Regions from separate parts of the Arachis hypogaea genome. Here region 2 is linked to region 1. Evidence: chromatin contacts called from public Hi-C data. All regions are on one chromosome and are shown on one strand. Each heading gives the region's core, a stretch centred on a gene start, on an enhancer-like site or on the middle of the called end of the contact. The rest is flanking DNA. Distances are from core to core; before and after follow the strand shown. Region 1 has its middle 17 kb from the start of LOC112702804. Region 2 holds the start of LOC112702805 (asparagine synthetase [glutamine-hydrolyzing] 1).

The links. A called contact is a pair of places that touch in the nucleus more often than the background predicts.
Region 2: a contact with region 1 is called in a Hi-C map of an unstated tissue, with 5 times the contacts expected there. The contact joins the promoter of LOC112702805 here to the enhancer-like site in region 1. A contact is called at or near these places in 2 of 8 Hi-C or Micro-C datasets (leaf and an unstated tissue).

What each region holds. Positions count from the first base shown.
Region 1 is chr7:22,635,130-22,638,919 of arahy.Tifrunner.gnm2.J5K5, forward strand. No RefSeq gene overlaps it. Among protein-coding and RNA genes, the nearest start is that of LOC112702804, 17 kb to the left of the region's middle. Within about 2 kb of position 2,157, at least 3 of the 3 cell types and tissues checked have open chromatin away from gene starts, as enhancers often do.
Region 2 is chr7:22,708,327-22,712,282 of arahy.Tifrunner.gnm2.J5K5, forward strand. LOC112702805 (asparagine synthetase [glutamine-hydrolyzing] 1) reads left to right here and starts at 2,239. Exons shown (of 13, transcript XM_025753983.2): 1 at 2,239-2,506. The coding sequence starts at 2,427. LOC112701285 reads left to right here. Exons shown (of 3, transcript XM_025752064.2): 2 at 1-1,523; 3 at 1,577-1,586. The coding sequence ends at 1,586.

The DNA.
Region 1 (3,790 bases), core at 907-3,406:
ACAAAAGTCTCTGGTTAAGAAGACCAAAATACTGCGGATAAAAAATTAAATAATAAGATTTTTAGTTATTATTTTTATATTAAAAAATATAATTTTTTATTAATAGTTAATTTTAACATTCGTTATCTAAAATTTAAAATAATTTAATGTGTATATTTTTACATTTAAAATATTTTAATTGTAAAAAAATATCGGATGATATATTTTGATTTGTCAAATTATTAATATAAAATATAATTATATATAGAGTAAAAATAGTAGAGAGAAATAGAAAAATAGAGAGAGGTAGATGAGAGAATTTAGAAAAGGAGTTTATTAACTTTGAAAAAAAATATTTCTCTCAATTTTAATAAGAGTGTCATGCGACACATTTGATTATTAAATTAGATAATAATATATGATACATAATATATGTATATTTCAATTAGATAGTAATATATGATACATATAGAAGCATAATGAACTAAATTTTTAAGGACCTATTTGTCCTTTGAACTTTATTTGCAAAATGACGCCAATGACTTATTTGTCCTTCAAACTTTATTCCCCTTCCAGCGTGACACCGTAACGGACACCTGGACATCATTTCTGCCACATCAATCAGCCAATTCCGTTTGGTATATGAGAAACAAATAGACGGAAGAACTAAATTATATTCTGTTTATTAAAGTCAAAGACTTTTCTATATTTAAATTTTGTCAAAAATATATTTATCAAAAATTTAAAAAATCAGAGATTTATTTGTTTTTTTTCTTTTTAGGATTCACTTCAATACAATAAAATCTCACAAGTTTAAAAATTACAATAAGTACTACATATTCTTGCACATAAATATTTGTTTAAAGGTACAAAAAGGGTCCCAGTCCAAAAAATAAAAAAGTACAAGAAGGGCAATGGCATAGCTTTGCACATGCACCTGCTCCAATAGTTTGTGAAAAATATTAGTGGTGTCATAATATATAATATTTCTCGTTCACTTGTTATTTTTTTTAGGGTTTAGTTGACATGTATTCTTAATTTATTATTAAAAAAATTAAAATTTTTTAGTTAATAAATATAAAATTTAAATTTTTTATGTTTTTAATAAAAAATTTTAATTTACAATCTTAATATAAAATAGATAAATTCTTTTTTTATTATTACAAATTAGTCCAATAACCTTTTAATTTTGGATTTTGACTAATTTACTAATAGATTAAAGCCTTTAAAGTTTAGGACAAGTCATAAGACACAGGTTGCAGGACTTTCCAATTTTTATGCTGCAATTAGTGGGATTGAAATTAAGATTTTATTTTATTTAGTACTATTTATATTTTTATTGGTTTGTTAATTTAATTCTTTAAGACAAAATATTAAAATATTCAATAATACTTGATTATATTTATGTAGATTTGATGAAGAATTCACAAGTTGTAACCTTCGAAACTCCACCAAAAATTATGTTAAAATTTAAATATAAATATCATTATATAATTTTATATTTAAATTATTGGTTCCTTCAAAAATTCTCTTCAAGCTTCACCACTTAAGAAGGGATCGAAAACCCAAAAGAAACCCAACTGAAAAAAACGGAACACCCAAAAGGAAAAAGAAAAAAAGAAAAAAACATAGGCAACAAAACAGCGAAGTTTTAATTGTTCTTAGGATAAATATATTTCAAGCTACAGAAAAGGGCCAAAGGTCCAAAAATGAAACTAAAGAACAACAAACAAAGATAAAGCGAATAGAGACCCCATAAAAGATCATTTCTAAGGCTCATTTGATTAAGACAAAAACAAAAAGCTAATTTGATTTGGGTTTGTTTTGGACAGGTTTCATTTACAGCTGAGTTTTAAACTTGTGAGATTGTTGAAATTTTGGGCTTTTACTAGTTTTCGAGTTTGCTGGTATGTGAAATTTTTTTATTGTTTTGGATAGAAAAAATTGAACTAACTACAGTTCTTATCATCATTGTCTAAATTACACTTACCAGTTACCACGGTTCTAACTTTCGGATTGACCAACTTACATAGTTACAGTAACTTTCTTCAATTACCTCTTTTTTCTTAAGGCCAATTTTATGATGTAGATAAGAGAAATTTTTTATACCTATAGATTTAAGTTGTTCAAATGCATTATTTAACAAGTGTCTCTGAAAAAGGACAAATACGGTTGTGTTGCAGGGTCTTATAGGAAGCTTCACATGATATCTGATTTATACTTAGAATATGTAATTAAGTTGATCATCATTAATAGAGACGACAAAAAAAAAAAAATTCGCACCAAAAATTATTCGTGATAAGGAGGCTAATGGGGACCATAAAATTTTTACGGAAATAGGAATTCGCTCCCACAAATAACTGGAAATAGGGCGGATTGATCTATAGAAATCCCTAAAATTTTTGAAAAAAAAAATTATTTAAATATTTTTATATATAAGTTGTGTAAGTAACTCTAATTTATTTTATTTTAATTTATATGTTAAAAAATTGTGTGTATATTATTTGAATTGGTTTACCTTTCACATGTTCAATCTTTTTTAGTACAAAAAATAGATCTCTCTTGACAAGAAAGACGTTTCGACTACTAAAGATTTCAATTACTGAAACAAAACGGGATAAAACAGAAATAAAAAAAAAAGATGGTACAAAGAGCGTTAAAGTCGAAAGGTAGTTATTACATTTCCTTAAGTATCAAGGTTTACTACTCAACCATCAAAACTAAGTGGAGAACATGGACGCAGAATTCAAGGAGTAAGCTAAAGAGACATGGGACTTGAAGACAAAGAGAGACGTAGATGTCAAAATTTGAGGATCAAAATTCCTCGTGGTCAGGACAAGTTCATCTTCATGGCCTGTAAGTAATAGAAACTTAGAAGAGTTTTGGAACTTCAACTAAGAACACTAAATCATCACATAAACTCATAGATTCCCTCCCAGTCTCCGTGACGCAACGGAAGAATATGGAGTGCAAGTGCATGTGAGTGTTAGAAGTCAATTTTTAACTTGTTTTCTTTTACTTATTTGATTCATTGACGTTTATTTCATTTAAATTTTGTTATTATTTTGCTTTGATCAATGTTTTACACTTTCGTTGTCTTCTTTATCTAATTGTTTATTCCCTTGTTATTTAACCACTGGTGATTCCTACGTAAAATTGTTTTGACACTATAATTAAGTAATTTCCGGATCAACCCACTCTTTTTTCAGAAGAGCATGACTCCCCAATATTTAAGATCTTGATACAAGCTCAATTTTAACACCTTGTTGAGACACTCTGTCGAGATTACAAAAATTGAGTGAAACAAATTGGTACGCCTAGTGGGATCCCGGGTTAAATTTGTGTATGCATTTACGCAGTGGTAAATTAATCATGACAGATAGAGTTTCAACTTCGATAGATACGTCGAATAATGATAGTAAAAATTCCATTAGAAGCCCTGAAATAGAGGCAGTCTATTTGACCAGTCTTTCGAGTCAACGGTCGACAGAATATATTTCAACTGCCATAACCGTCAAATGGCCTTAATATAGACTACCTCCAAACTATTTACTGCCTCTGAAGAATCCTAATGCCATATATGCTTGAGGTATTAACACTATAAAAAAAATAATCTTTTATATAGTCAGACACCTCCATCAAGTTTTCCTTCAATGGGTACAGACATTCAATACTACCCTTACATGGCAAATTATAATGCCTATCAACCCTTAATAAACAACCTTCTATATCTTACGACTGTTCTTATACTACAATCTATTCTTACAATGTTGAATGTCATTTCGACACAGGGTGTAGGAGTCCCTAGGGT
Region 2 (3,956 bases), core at 989-3,488, 73 kb after region 1:
AATGGAAAGGATTGTGCATTTTTATCTCATGTGGGTAAATCTCTTAATTCTCCTCATAATATTGCTGTTAAGTCTTGTAAAGATTTGCTTAATCAATTATGTCACATTGACAAAGTATTGGCTAAGCAAAGCTCACAACAAGTTTTAAGCAATAGATTGCGTCTTAAAGCCTCTATTGATACTGTCAAATGGTTAACGTTTCAAGCTTGTGCTTTTAGGGGACATGACGAGAGTCATGAGTCTCAGAATCGAGGAAATTTTCTTGAAATGTTAAAATTATTAGCTTCTTACAATAAAGAAGTGGATGCAGTTGTTTTGGATAATGCTCCTCAAAATGCAATATACACATCACCTTCTATTCAAAAGGAAATTCTACATGTTTTTGCTAGAAAGGTGCAAAATGAAATTCGCAATGAGATTGGTAATGCAAAGTTTTGTTTGATTGTTGATGAAGCTAGAGATGAATCTAGAAGAGAACAAATGGCACTTGTTGTTAGATTTGTTGATAAGCATGGATTTGTCAAAGAAAGGCTAATAGATGTTGTTCATGTCAAAGATACTACTTCTGCTACTCTAAAACAAGAGATTTGTTCTGCATTATCTCATCACAATCTCAACATTCAAAATGTTCGAGGTCAAGGGTATGACGGAGCTAGTAATATGCGTGGAGAGTGGAAAGGGTTACAAGCTTTAATTATTCAAGAATGTCCTTATGCATATTATGTTCATTGCTTTGCTCATCAATTACAGCTAGCTCTTGTTGCTGCGGCTAAAGAAGTTGTTGATGTTCATGCTTTTTTCCAAAGTTTGAGTAATATTATCAATGTTGTGTGCTCTTCTTGCAAACGCAATGATGAATTACGATCTGCTTATGCAACTGAAATTTCCCATTTAGTTGCAACTAATCAAATTGAAACAGGAAGAGGAGCAAATCAAATTGGCACATTAAAAAGATCAGGAGATACCAGGTGGAGCTCTCACTTCAACTCAATTTGTAGCCTTTTACGTATGTTTGGAGCAACAACTTCAGTTCTGGAAGATTTGGCTACTAATGGATCTACATATTCTCAACGTGGTGATGCTACTTATGCTCTTAAATCTTTATTATCATTTGATTTTGTTTTCATTTTGCATATGATGAAAGAAATCATGGGAATCACTGATAAACTTTGTCAAGCATTGCAACAAAAATCTCAAGACATTTTGAATGTTATGCATCTGGTTTCTAGTACAAAGTCATTGATTCAACAGTTAAGAGATAGTAGTTGGGGAGCACTTTTGGAGAAAGTTAGTTCTTTCTGCAATGATCATGCTATTCAGATACCTGATATGGGTGCTTCTTTTAGTGACATAATTCGGTCTCGTCGTAAAAAGGATGTTGTCACTGTTGAACACCACTATCGTGTTGACATTTTTACTAGCGTGATAGATTTTCAATTGAAAGAGCTAAATAGTAGATTTAGTGAGCAAGCAACCGAGCTCCTCATACTGAGTACATCTCTAGATCCTAAAGATGCTTTCAAGTTATTCAGTGTTTGCAACATATGCAATCTTGTAAAGAATTTCTATTCTTTAGATTTTTCTGAGCAAGAAAAGATTCAATTGGATTATGAGTTACAACATTATGAACTTGATGTGGTTAAAGCTCCAGATTTTCAGAATTTGTCTACTCTTGCTGAATTGTGTCAAAAATTGACAGAGACAGGAAAATCAAATATATATCCTTTAATTGATAGATTAATTCGTCTTGTTTTGACTCTTCCTGTGACAACAGCAACAACTGAACGGGCCTTTTCAGCTATGAAGATTATTAAAACAAGGCTTCGAAACAAGATGGAAGATGAATTTTTAGCAGATTGTATGATTGTATATATTGAAAGGAAATTGCTTCAAAATTCACTTCAGAGATGATAATTGATGATTTTAGTTCCATGAAGCATCGTCGAGCAAGTTTAAAAATATCAAAATCTTAAAGTATGTAGTTGAACATTGACTTTTATATAATATAATTACTTTTTTGATATATATGCTACAAATCATATTTTGTTAATTTTTTGTTATATTTTATATTTAATTGGCCCCCCTCTTATGAAATTTCTGGTTCCGCCACTGCACGTCCCACCACGTGGCACGATGATGAACGAAGAAGGCGGTGGTCCCGGGTTCTTTGGTTTAGTGTTACAGGACCACCCAGTTGCCGGTAACCACGAATATCAAAACTAAAAACGACGTCATTTCGGAGTGAGCATCATTCAATACGCATATGGTGGGTCCAAATCCTACATCATATTTTGCATATAAATATGTGTTCTTACAAGCGCGGTGTATCAAACCACTCTGCACCCTACCTTGCATTGTGTTATTAATTATCTTCCATTTTCTTTTCTTCCTTCTTTTCTGTTTCTTATTAGCTTTGATCATAAAAAATGTGTGGTATTCTTGCTGTCCTTGGTTGCTCTGATGACTCTCAAGCCAAAAGGGTCCGCGTCCTTGAGCTTTCTCGCAGGCAATCATTCTTTTTTCTACATACATACTTTTTATATATGGTTTCTTAATTATGTGTTAATTAATTCCAAATATGCATATATATACTTTTCCCTACTACTCATGAAACCAAAGTCTTAGCTTCTTCCCTTTTATGAACTAATCAACCTCGTCGTTTACTATATATGTATAGTTGAGAGTTACCAATAGTTAAATTTATGTGCTAATATTGAATTTCATATTAACAGGGTACAATAATGGAATCGTTATAGTATATTAGTGCATTAAAAGATACTGATGACGTGATTATTATTAGTCTATTTTTATAAATTAAATATGAATAATAATAATAATAAATTTGAGACTCATGAAGATGATAAATATATTGCACCATAATAAACGGTCATGGATTTAGTTTCCGAAATTAACAAAATATTTTATTATAAAAATTATATATAATATAAAAATATATTAAGAAAGAAAATTTGTATATCTACTCTCTCTCATATTTTAGTTTATATTGGCCATCACTTTTAGTTAATAGTCCAATATCTTTAGTTCAAGAGTCTAATTCTATATTTTTAGTCTATATTTTTAAATATTATTAATTAATTACTAGTTAAAAATAATAAATTATACTGGTTCTATAGCATTAGTTATTTAGTTATATATATATAACTGTAACTTTTTTTGTATTGGAATAAGTCAAAATTAAAGTTTTATTTTGGATATTTAATTTATGTATATTGGTGATATCAAATTAAAATTCTTTAAGAAAGTCTATCAAAGTTGAAATTCTTATGCTTATACGAGACAATATATTATATCTACTAGGATTAATCCTATTATCACGTATAGAGATAATAATGAAGTAGATGATGATATGTATGAATTTGGCACTTTTGATTCCCGGAACTTTGTTCTAATTATAAGTATTTGGTTTTAATAAGTACAGACTGAATTGCTGATGATGACGATAGGTATAGCAGAAACTTTTGTTTGTTTTCATCATGTGCTATATCTTCTGTGACTGTGACTTTCATGTGTAGGCCGTGGCAAATTTTAATACCAAAGTATACAAAAAATTATGTGAACATTATAGTGATATTAATATTGTTATGAGTTGGATTGGATAGTGATATGAGAACTAATTATATATTGGACATTAAGTGACATAATACACTTGAATTCCTAGCTTCAAGTTTGATGGTGGTGTCTACTCAATCAAATATTTTAACGGAATATATGAGTTCATTATTGAGGAGTTGAAATTATATTTACGACTTTATGTTGGGATTCCTTGTTTGTGTGTCAAATTATAATAAGGACACAAGATTAGTGGGCAACTACGAAAAATAACATGAAATTACTATATTCTAAGGTAGTCATCACCTATTATTAGGATAAACAAGTGGGCATGTTACATGTGGGGTCGAAATTGAAATTCAATTATTGGTAAAAAATTTGATGGG